Linked DNA regions of Sus scrofa: region 1 is linked to region 2. A link is a contact called in public Hi-C data. All regions are on one chromosome and are shown on one strand. The core of a region is the stretch at or near the end of the contact, and the rest is flanking DNA. Distances in the headings are between cores, read along the strand shown.

Evidence for each region. A called contact is a pair of places that touch in the nucleus more often than the background predicts.
Region 1: a contact with region 2 is called in a Hi-C map of skeletal muscle, with 3 times the contacts expected there. The contact joins the promoter of FGGY here to the enhancer-like site in region 2. A contact is called at or near these places in 7 of 47 Hi-C or Micro-C datasets (alveolar macrophages, embryonic fibroblasts, fetal heart ventricle and 3 more) and 2 of 2 datasets of contacts at active chromatin or transcription factors (alveolar macrophages and skeletal muscle).

Annotation. Positions count from the first base shown.
Region 1 is chr6:153,210,109-153,216,253 of Sscrofa11.1, forward strand. It overlaps FGGY (FGGY carbohydrate kinase domain-containing protein), which reads right to left and starts at 3,071. Exons shown (of 16, transcript XM_021097811.1): 1 at 2,947-3,071. LOC102165506 (a long non-coding RNA gene) reads left to right here and starts at 3,144. Exons shown (of 4, transcript XR_002345481.1): 1 at 3,144-3,314; 2 at 3,824-3,884.
Region 2 is chr6:153,122,989-153,128,942 of Sscrofa11.1, forward strand. The region is part of intron 5 of FGGY (FGGY carbohydrate kinase domain-containing protein); the gene reads right to left. Among named protein-coding and RNA genes, the nearest start is that of FGGY, 87 kb to the right of the region's middle. Within about 2 kb of position 3,238, at least 40 of the 83 cell types and tissues checked have an H3K27ac peak or open chromatin away from gene starts, as enhancers often do. A contact at or near this core is called in skeletal muscle, where this site is marked.

The sequences.
Region 1 (6,145 bases), core at 1,821-4,320, 87 kb after region 2:
TTAATTCCTAACCATTCTATCCTCCTACTCTCTCTCTTCTGGTCCCATAACCACTACCCAAACCCATCTCTCACCTTCATTATAACAGTCTCTTCTCCATTTTTTCCCCACTCTAGCTCCACCCTGTAGCCAGAATTAATGTTTTAAAACATCAATCTGAAGGAGTTCCCTGGTGGCCCACTGACTTAAAGGTCCGGCATTGTCACTGCTGTGACTCAGGTCACCACTGGGGTGTGTGTTCGATCCCTGGCCCTAGAACTTTTGCATGCCTCAGGCACAGCCAAAAGAATAAAAAATAACAAACAAGTAAAACATCAATCTGAGCATGTCCAATAGTTCCTGCTTGCCCTGGAGACATATTCATAGTCCTTTAACCTGACTCACCTGACCCTCCCTGATCTGGCCTTTTTACTCTCCCCAACCTCTTTTCCGGTGATTTCTCACCTCACCCTTTCCTGTCCACCTACACTAATCAACGATTCGCCAGGCTTGTAGAGCTTTGCACATACTGTTCTAAGGCAGAAAAAGGAGCACAAGAAATCTCTGGGGGTTTTAGAAATGTTCCTTATGTTAATTTGTGCCCCTTCCCTTTGTCCTTCTCTGGCCCAGTCATAAGGGTCATACCACTTGTGTATTATCTCCTCTGAGAAGTTTTCCCTAAAACCCCATATTGGGCCATTTGGATTTCTCTCAACTCCTGAGAATCTTCTGCATACCTTGCACTAATCTCACTATCACATAATCTCCTTCAAAGGACTAGATAGAAGCAGACTGGATAAAAGCTCAAAAGCAAAGACCAAGTCTTATTTACTCTGTTTTCCCAGAGCCTACCACAGGGCCAGGCCCAGAACAATCTCCAAACAGAACAAATGAACAAACACAATAGCTAGTGTTTCAGTAACCTTTTTTTTTTTTTTTTTTTAAATAAAGAGGCAGCACCTGAGGCATATGGAAGTTCCCAGGCTAGGAGCCAAATTGGAGCTGTAGCTGCTGGCCTACACCACAGTCACAGCAATGCAGGATCCAAACCATGTCTGCAACCTACACCACAGCTCACTGCAATGCCAGATACTTAACCCACTGAGCAAGGCCAGGGATCAAACCCAAGTCCTACGGATACTAGCGGGGTTGGGTTCATCACCACTGAGCCACAACAGGAACTCCCTCAATGACTTTCTCTTACACCACCTGTGTTGACTCTAAATTCCACCTTATAAAAACATGGGCAGGTGAGAAGCTGAATGATCTCTGCAGAACATTCTCTTTTTTTGTCTGTTTGTCTTTTTAAGGCCACACTCACGGCATACGGAAGTTCCCAGGGTAGGGGTCTAATCAGAGCTACAGCTGCCAGCCTACGCCAGAGCCATAGCAATACCAGATGCGAGCCAAGTCTGCAAAGCCAGATCCTTAACCCACTGAGAGAGGCCAGAGTTCGAACCCACGACCTCATGGTTCCTAGTCGGATTGGTTTCTGCTGCGCTACTATGGGAACTCCCTGATCTCTGTAGAACATTCTGGTAAAATAATTATTTCAAATCCTTTTGGTTGGGGCTGGGGGTGGGGGGCACGGCGATGGTCCCACTCTGACTGGGAGTTTAAGGGTAAGATTCATTACCTCAAATTGTTTTCAAAACCATCTGGTAATTGACTGTGATTTGAACTAAGTGAAAGGTTAGGGAAAGGGAACCAGATTCCAGGAAAAGACAAGGCCCACAGAAAAAATTAACACAGCTTGGAAAAAGGCCCAGTCTCCTCCCAGTAAACTTCTCAGTTTCATCCAGAAAGACACAGATCTCCACTCTCTGGGTTATTCCCTTCTCCCAAAACTTCCAAATCCATCAGGGAGGCTCCCAATCTCCCTCCCCCTCAAAATCAATCTCCAGGCCCTCTCAGCCTCTCTGGTTCCTTAATCATCCTTAACAAGAGTTCGCTGGGCCTCCTCAGCTGGCCCCTCCAAGAGCCAGGCCTGTGGCCACTAGGTCAAAAGCCAAGCACAGGGCCTAATTAACAGGAGACTCCCAGAAGACCAGGAGGCAGTCAGCAGGCTGGAAGACCCAGCTGGCAACTTACAAAGCACAATTTCAGGATAGAAGGTGGATCACAGCAAAGAAGAGAAAAGCAAGCAAAACAAAACAAAGCAAAACTACCGTCTAACAGCCAGGAACTAAGAGAAAGCTTGCCTTCTTTCTTATGGATTCAAAAGCATAATCACTTCCTTCTGATATCACTTTAAAAATTAACCTAAGGATGACTGCTTTCCCAGATCTTGAAAATGACTTGACTCTTTACAAACGAAATTAGTTACAACATGAGAAGTGCTTTAGTGGAAAATAGCCAATGATTAGGGAAATGCCCCATTTTGCATGTTGTTCATCCTTAAAAAAAAAAAGGAAATTAATAAAAATGGAAAGATACCTCTAGGCCTTTCCTATGCAGTTTAACTATAGACAAAGAGCATTACACCATCTAAATTAAACTGCACCTCAAACATAATCACAAGCAGCACTAGCCTTAAAAGGCTTTAGGTGGCCAGCCTGGGATTAAAAGGCTCAAAAATGCCTAGGGAAACATTCTAAAATAAGATGTGGGGGGTGGGGAGAGGTGTGATAAAGATAGGAAATTAACCTAGTTAACTGGACAGTGAGGGCAAAGGACCCCAGGTTTCAGAAAGCTCCTAGGCAGTGTTGAGGGTGCAGTCAAGGCTGACCCTTCTCTTGAGTGGCCTGACGCCTCACCAAGGAGTGGACACTGGGGACTCAACAAGAGCCAAAGCACGACCAGCACTAAGACTTAAGCGGCCAGAGGAGGAAGAGGAGGCGCCGGCTGCGGGAAAAGGGAGGGAGGCTTCGGCCCAGCGCTCTCAGGCTAGAGAACCGGCTCGCTGTGAGCCTGAGCAACCGCTAAAGCCCCTGATGCACACGTGGGACCGAGAGGAGGATCACTTACTTGTCCAATCTGAAATTACATTTTTAGTTAACAGGGCTCTGCAGCTTACCGCACCGAGCCGCACCGCGCCTGGGCTGGGCGGTCCGGGAGGCGGCTGTGGCCCCTCCCCCTGCCCCGCCCCCTAAGGCCGCGGCCCCTGTAAAGCGCGCCCCGATTGGCTCTTTGAACCAGGCCCCGGATTGGTCGGTGCCTGCCCGCCGTCGCCTCGTGCTGTGCTGCGTCGGCTGGGAGCTAGGTCCGCAGCCTCCGCCCGGATCTTCCCGCTTTCCCGGATTTTCAAAGGCCCAAAGTGGCCGCTGCCCTCTCAGTGTCCTGCTCTGGGGGCTCTTCTCCAAGAACTCGCCCACGCAAACTCTCAGCAGCCTCTGGTGGGTGTGTGTGTCCAATGTGTATCATGTTAACTTCTCAACCATATACTGAGTACCCGAACTCTTGCAGACAGGTGTTAAAATAATTAATAATATTTATTGAATGCTTACTTTGTGCCAGGTCTTGCTCCTGATACTTCACGTGAATTTATTCATCTAGTTTTGTGACCCAACCCTCTGAAGAGGTGTCAGGCTTGTAAATCTGCAAAACAGATGGGTCCCAGCCTTCAAGGCAGTTACAAGCTGATGGGTCCCGGACACTCTATCTCACGTAATCTTCACGTCTTTATGTTTCCAGTAAGCTAGGTATCGTTTGTCCCTGTTTTGACGCTCTACAGATGCAGAGCGTCAGACACGTTTTTTAGCTTGTTTTGTGATACACAGTAAAAGGAAAGTAGATTCCAACGTGAGCTGAGCTGAGCCAGATCTTTTAAAAAGGCAGGTTCCTAGGCTGATGGGACTGAGATATGGAAGATAGTTTAACAAATCCAAACTCTTTATTTTCCTAGAAAAGGAGACTGAGGTGCAGTAAAAGGAAGTGGTTTTCAAAGGACACATCGGTTATGAGAGGTAAGCCTAGGTAATAACTGATTTCACTGAACGGGACTCTATGCCATGTGCATGAAAGTCACTCTACTTTCCTCATAACAACCCCAAATGCGTGCTTTTATCCTGGTCTTACAGGTGAGGATTCTGGCTCATTGAGGCCAGGGCCACATGATTAATTGCATCTGCTAGAAGTCCTAGTTTGGGGTTGCCAGAGAAAGAAAGTTTCCTCTATCCTTGTAGGTTTTTCTGGCTGGTCTAAGAATTGAATTGACATGTTGATTCATGTTAAGACATGTTAATGGGAGAAAATCAAATAATGTTTAATAACTTGTATACATAGGAGAAACCTAGAAAAACAGAGTCTCTCCGTAAAACCATCTTCAGCTAAAGACAAAAGAAGGAGGTTAGGGATAGTGGTTTGGGTCTTCAAAGAGGAGGAAGGCAATTCACATAGAGATGGAAAAGCAAATTTTGGTAAACAGATGTTTGTTGAGTCAAGCAGAGATAGTGGGACACGAAGAAGAATTAAAAACAAACAAAAGAAGACCTTAGGTTCCTCCCAGGCTACCACACCTAGTTCATACTGCAGTTATCTATGATGATAACTCTTCCTGGAAGAGGTCTTCTAACTATTCTTTAAGCAGCTAAGGGGAACATCACAGTTTCTGCCTGAGTCTTTTGGACTATGATTGTTTTCAGCTCAAAATAATTCTCATGCCAAAGAGACATTTTGGGGTGGCAAGTTTTGCTCCCCTACAGGGTCATTTTTCTTCTACACCATGATCGTTCCCCTTCGGTTCCAGCAGATACCCGAAAACCTAACTACGGACTCTTTGGGAATGTGAGATATACTGGGATCTGGTTACTCGGCACCTGTGTGAATCATAGTATACAAAGGTCTTAATAATATTAAGACCTACCAATCTTACCTTTACAGAGTATTGAAGAGCAAATGAGGTAATAAATATGGAAATACTTTGTAAAGTGTTAGGTACTGAACACATGCGAGACATGGCTTCCAGAGCGTCCTCAGTGTGTACCTCAGGAATAGAATAAATGAAATATAGTGGTTGCCTCAGGAAATATGGCAGGAGATCTCATCTTGGCTAGACTTGAATTAATGTGGATTCGCTGCCTGATCTTTATATATGTGTATATATATATATATGTTTGTATTTGATTTTGGTTTGTTTCCTCTTATTATCATGCTATCAGTAGTAGTAATAGCAATAATAGAGAAGTGGCTGGAGCTCCAGCAGCCATCTTGGGCCATGAAAGAGTTTCAGAAATGAAAACCACAGAGAAACACCCAAGGTGCATGGGCTCGAGTTCCTAACACCAGGAAGCACCAAACCAACACCACTGCCCACTTCCACATCTTAAGAAAGAAATAGCGGTCTTGTGCAACACACTAAGTTTGTGTTTTCTGTCCCGTGGGGCTAAACCTCATTATTTCTGATACATACACATTACCTCATGGAAATCCTACAGTACTTCTATAAGGGGATAGATACAGAAACAGACCCAGAGAGTATAAATGACTTGTTCAAAGTCGACCAAGTGACAGAGACGTGATTCTTTTGCTGATCCTCATTCTCTTTTTTAGTTCTACCCGCTGCCTATTGTGAATGAACGACTCTATTTTTCTTCCATGTGCTTCTTTTCCATTCATTTATTCTAGGAGCTGACAAACTTTTTGTATTAGAACCAAATAGTAAATATTTTAGACTTTGTGAGTCATACAGTTTCTGTTGCACCTATTCACCTCTGCCTTGATAGGGCAAGAACAGCCATAGATAAAAGGAAATGAGTGGTTGTGACTGTGTTTCACACAGCTTTACAAAAGCAATGGCCCCTGTAGCCCAGTGGGCCTTGGCTGGCCATCCCGTAATTTATTAGATTCTGACATTCCATCACAAAAGTTCATGGCAAATACAGTACAGAAGATGGGGGGTGGGGGTTGTGACATTGCAGGCACCCTCACCCTGTTGATCAATACAATATAAAGGCCAGTGTGTGACAGTGAGGTCCAGAAGAAAGAAAGATCCCTAAACTGGTAATCACGAGATCCGGGCTGTGAGTTCATGTCTGCCTGACTCAAACCAGATCTATATCCTGAACCAATCCCTCATGCCTCGGTTTTCCTAGATATCGGGAGCAAATAATGCAAATGTTATCCATACCTCCATTTTCCATGGCTACAGGGAGACTAAAATGATATGGTATGCATAATTGTATTTTGAGGAGTTCCCATCATGGTTCAGTGGCAGATGAATCTGACT
Region 2 (5,954 bases), core at 1,988-4,487:
CCAAATTTCTTTGTATCTAACATGCATCACATAGTCTCCAAACCATTTCAACAAAGGCCAGATCCCAGGGCCAGAAGGAGGTGGCCCTTTCACTGCAGACCATACAAGTGGTGGAGACAAGTGCACTTTGAGAGGAACCAGCGTTTCCATCCTTTCTCCCCTGCTAGAAAGTTGGGCCACAGCAAGGGGCATCACTTTGGAGCCATGCAGACCGAGGTTCAGATCCAGCCTCTGCTCCTTAGTGGCTGTGTGATCTTGAACTTGTACCTTGACCTCTCTGAGCCTCGGCTTCCTCATTTGTAAAAATGACACACTATGATGATATAAAAAGAAAAACCCTTTCCAATCAACACCCCCCCCCGAATTTCTCTGCACCTAATATGCATCTGCACGCTGCAAAGGTAAACTGTGGTTTCTTCATCCAAAGGGTTCCTAAGCTAGTAGAAGAAAAACATGTGCCCAGAAATAATTACAGTACAACCAGAAAAGTAGTTTCAAAGGGAAAAAACAAAAAACAAAACAAAACAAAAAAAACCTAGAGGAACAATGAAAAGGGAGGGCCTAACTGCCCTGGGGGAGTCTGAAGGGCTCCACAAACAACAGGACATTTAAGACGGGTCCTGAAGGATGAGTAACAGCTCAGCCAGGATAAAAGCAGGCAGATGCCGTTCTGGAGAGGGAACGGTATGTGCAAAAGCAAGAAGACATGAAAGGGCCCCAGGATGTGTGAGACGGCTGACGGGGCTGGAATGTTGGTGTATGATGAACACTGGCAGGAAATAAAGACAGCTCACTTCTCAGTTCTGTGAAAATAGCACCAGTTTTCCAATTAACAAAGTCTATTTGAAGCCGTTTGAAGGATGGCCAAAGACGCTAAGGAGATGGATGCATAACGGGACCGTCTGTGGGCTTTTTAATGTAAGTCTAAAGTTGTCCTTGCACTATCCCCCTCAGAAGGTCAATGTTTTAATGGCAGGCACTGGTATTTGGCACCATCTATGTGGGTCTCAGGTACCAGTAACAAATAACAGCAAGAGCCGCGAGGGCAGCTGACATCTCCCGAGTCCTCAGCACGCTGGCCTATAAGCTCTATCCATGTGAACTCTTTCAATCCCCACAGCAAGCCCATAGAGTACAATGAGGGAAACAACGTGCAAAAGATGTAAGAGACTTGCTCCTGGTCACACGATTAAGTCCCAGGGCTGGCGTGCCACCCCAGAGCCCAAACTCAACGGCTACTTTGAGTTCCCTCCTCCGTGCAAGGTGCTCTCATGTCACTTCCTGGGACAAATCCCCATCTTAAAGGGCCTGAAGCTTTTACATGGGGAACTCAAAGAAAGGAATACAAAATTATGAATATAAAATCAGGTACCATAATGAAGGTTTACAATGAGGAAAAAAAAAAACTAAAATAAGTGGAACCTAGGGCATTTAGATTCCCTTTTCCTGAGATGAGAAATGCCTACACAGAAGTCCTTCCTGACTGCAACCCCTCCCCACCCAGAACATTCTACGACTCCCAACAGCTACCTGCACTCATGGGGCCCATGCAATCCGAGGTCCCCAAAGCTTCAATTTCAATGCATTTCCTTCAGGGGAAGCCCATCTCCACCACTGCCCAAAAGTCTCTTAAATTTTCCCAAACCATTTCGACAAAGCCCAGATCTCAGGGCCAGAGGGAGGGGGGCTTTTCACTGCAAACCAAACAAGTGGTGGAGACAAATGCAGTGTGAGAGGAACCAGGATTTCCATCCTTCCTCCCTTGCTGGAAGATTGAGCCACACCAAATGACATCGCTTAGGAGCCATGCAGACCTAGTTTCAGATCCAGCCTCTGCTCCTTCATGGCTGTGTGATGATGAACGTGTCCCCTGTCTTGGTTTCCTCATCTGTTAAAATGATACAAGGATCAAATCGGATAACGGGCATGCTGCCCAGGAATGCCAGCTCCCTTTCCTCTGGGTACACCTTTCTGTGCTTTCTCCCCCTTTTTGCCCAACTCTTGGGATGGGTAGGTCGGTCCTTTGTCTATGCTTTCAGCGTATTCTGTAGAGATCTCCGCTGGAGCACATCATTCTCTTATTCATTCAGCAAGTACCCCCTGGAAGCAAAGATGAACGTGGACATGCAACTGTCCTCAAGAGGCCTGCATCTGGTGAATAAGCAGGGAACCCTTCTCTACCATGACAGAGATGCTCCTTGATGGGCTGGAGCCATGCCTCCTCCTCGGACACGGGGCAGGTCAGACCCAAATGAAAATAATCGAGTCGGCCTCCCACCTCCCCATCTCCCGGCCAGCACTTCACCTCACCCCTCTCTCGGCTCTGCTCTCATCAGGCCCAGCCATGCTGGTCCACACATCCTCTGCATGCCTGGATCAATGAAGTTTGGTTTTACAGGGCACTGGGCCCATTGTTGGCTCTCACCTCAAGAACAAAGAAGAATACTGGCCCTTCCAAGGCAAAACAAAGGCCGACTTCTCCTCCATGGTTCCCTTTTCCTTTATGGGCAACAGTATGCAGACCCCTGGCCCTCCACTGAACTACATTTAAAACAGCTTTTGTGAAGGGTGGACACAGCGGCCATTTTTGTGTATGTGCCTGCCCGCAGCAATGAACTGATTGTAACATGAACAACGTGCACTTCTTCCCACTTCTGACAGAATAGATGACATTGTGCTGAGGGCCAGGGAGGGGGTGGGGGCCTAACGAAAAAAAAAAAAAAAAGCCCTAAGGTTTATTACAAGGAATTCTGATAAAAAGCACTTCGAAGCCTCTTTCCCATCATCAAAAAACCACACTGGGCAAGATCAGAGCTTAACAGCCGACAAAAAAACACATTCAATCCCTGAGATCATTTTCCTGAAATAGAAAACTACATATGTTTCTCAAATTTCATATCAAGCCACTGCAGAGGCCAGACTGCAGGGCTGAACTGGGCCAAAGTCGGGGGGGGGGAGGGGGGGGATGGGATGGGAAAGGGAGTAAACAGAAGAAAACGAGCCCATTCTTCCACATCACCACGTTTCTCTAGCACAATCTAAACTTACAAACACCCCCAGTTTCACAGAACTTGTAGTTAGGGTTGCTTATCGGGCAGTCTTTACTTTGTCAAATTAAGACACATTGCCTTGGATTAGCAAGACTCCTTAAATTCAAAATGACTTCATGGTTGGCTCGGAGTTCAGTGTCTCTAGGGCCAGCCGCCAGGAACATATCCACTGCGGAGCCCCGCTCCTCTCCATATGACCTGCCTGACTTTTCCATGGAGACAGCAGAGCAAAATCCCAGGCAGACAGGCTGTCAGTGTTAATTAAAAGTCCAAACACCTCTTTAGAAACTATCTGCAGCTCAATATTTATACAGAGTATAAGACTCCTAACAGGCAGGGCCGGAGAGGGGAGCAGGAGGTTGAGGGCGGAAATAGGTTTGACTGGCATTTGGAACCCATTAATTTTTAAAAGACAGGCTGCCACTCTAGGTAGGACTGAGAGAGGTTCAAAAACGTAACGAAACCAGAAAGATGAATGAGCTGAAGATTGTTTAGAAAGCCCGGGGAGAGTGCTCAGCTTTTGAAAAGAATAATATCTGGGCAATAATGAGAGCTGACACTTTTTAGTGGTGAATGCAGTTTTTGGCACATTTTAACAATGCAGGTTGACAATGTTTCATATTTAACAAAAGGAAAAGCAATCTTCTAAATGACTTGGGAACAAAGGGCTCCCTGACTGCAATTTCTTAATAACATTTAAGAATTCTCTTCAAAGGCCCTTGACTATAATTTAGAGCAAGGAAGAAAAATGAAGAAAACAAGAAAAAAAGAAGGTGTATTTAAAAAATAATAAACTAACTAGAAGAGGTGAAAAAAGAAGACAAGGATACAGCATTCTGACACTAAATTATATCCCAAAGGGTTGAATTTAATGTCAGGCTTTTATAATACTTCTTCCAATAACCTGAGCTTTAAGAAAGAAGTCAAAGGGAGACTTTGGTCGACACCATTACTTTTGGACTCAGAGGTTCAGTCCAGGGAGGGGCTAAATGGATCACCTAATCCAGCCACCACACTCTGCAGACAAACTGAGCACCAAGGGCCCAGGGTTACCTGGCTGGACCAGATATTTCTTCCAAGTTTCAAACCATGCCACCAGGTGTATTTTATGCTATGTGTCCTAAGGCCTCACCATCAAGGCCACAGAGTTCTTACAGTATCCAAGACTGAATATTGACACCGTTAATCAGACTGAAACTCAGAGGCTACCTAGAATCACACAAGTACAGCATATCCAAAAGTTCACAAGAGTTCACCTACAGTGGCAGCCATCCAGGATAGCAAACTGATTTAAGAGGCCACCAAGACCAAAATGTCCTGTCCCTCCCAAGGAAGGCCTTCCGGGGTCAGAGAAAAGAACTCTAAACAATATATGACTTGGATATGGTCCCCTTAAAACCTAACCCCTACTTCACTTAGCAGTTTCACCCTCACAGCAAGAACCTTCCGGGATTCTGTAATAGCACCTGGAAAACGTGATCTCTATTCTTGAGCATTTTTACAGTTTCAAAACATTTTCAGCAGGAGTTCCCTGATAGTTCTGAGGTTTAAGGATCTGGTGTTGTCACTGCTTTGGCTCTGTTTACTGCTGTGACACAGGTTCAATCCCTGGCCTGGGAACATGCCATGGGTGCAGTCAAAAATGTTATTTCAGCAAAGAATATACTGTCATACTATTTGTAAATGAGGACTCCCAGCCTGAGATTGCTCCACTTTTACCATATTAAAGAGCAAACAAGACTAGATTCTAAAAGAAATTCAAGGTCTCAGAGAAAACTGGTAAGCAAAGGAAATGCTATACAGCTACTCAGTTGAAAAATTACAGTCCTACTGGCTGTATGACTTTCAAGGGTATGGAACTCACATCTAGATCTATACCAAAGAGCTGAAAAAGACAGATGAATGGATAAAGAAGATGTGGCGTGTGTGTCTATGTGTATATATGTGTGTGTGTGTGCACATATATTTTATAAAATATGTATGCCACAAATGTGGCCCTAAAAAGACAAATATTTATATATATACATATGCACATGATGGATTATTACACAGCCTAAAATATAATGAAATAATGCCATTTGTAGCAACATAAATGGGCCTAGAAATTATTATACTAAGTGAATAAGCCAGACAAAGAAAGACATTTATCACATGATACTACTTACATGTGGAATCTAAAATATTCTACAAATGGACTTATTTACAAAACAGAAAGAGACCCACAGACAGAAAACAAACTTACGGTTACCAAAGGGGAAAAGGAAGGGGAAGGGATAAATTAGGAGTTTGGGATTAGCCTATATGCACTCCAATATATAAAATAGATAACCAACAAGGACCAACTGTATAACTGTATAGCACAAGGAACTATATTCAGTATTTTCTAATAACCCGTAAGGGAAAAGAATATTATGACTGAATCACTGTGTTATATACCTAAAACTAACAAAACATTGTTAAATTGTTTATATATACATATAAACAATATATTTAATGACCTAGAACAGTGCCTGATACACAGCAAGTTCTCACTAAAAAACAGGATTTTCTTTTTTTTATAAAATTATGGAAACTAGCAAATTCAGAACCACTTAATGAAGGGTGCATATCATATCGATCCAAGGTCACACACTTTTACCTCCTTTGTCCCAAAGGACAAAGGTGGGAATTCTTTTTCTTTTTTTTTTTTTTTTTTGTCTTTTTGCCATTTCTTGGGCTGCTCCCGCGGCATATGGAGGTTCCCGGGCTAGGGGTCTAATCTGAGCTGTAGCTGCCAGCCCAAGCCAGAGCCACAGCAATGCGGGATCCGAGCCACATCTGCGTCCTACACCACAGCTCACGGCAATGCCGGATCGTTAACCCACTGAGCAAAGGCAGGGATCGAACCCACAACCTCATGGTTCC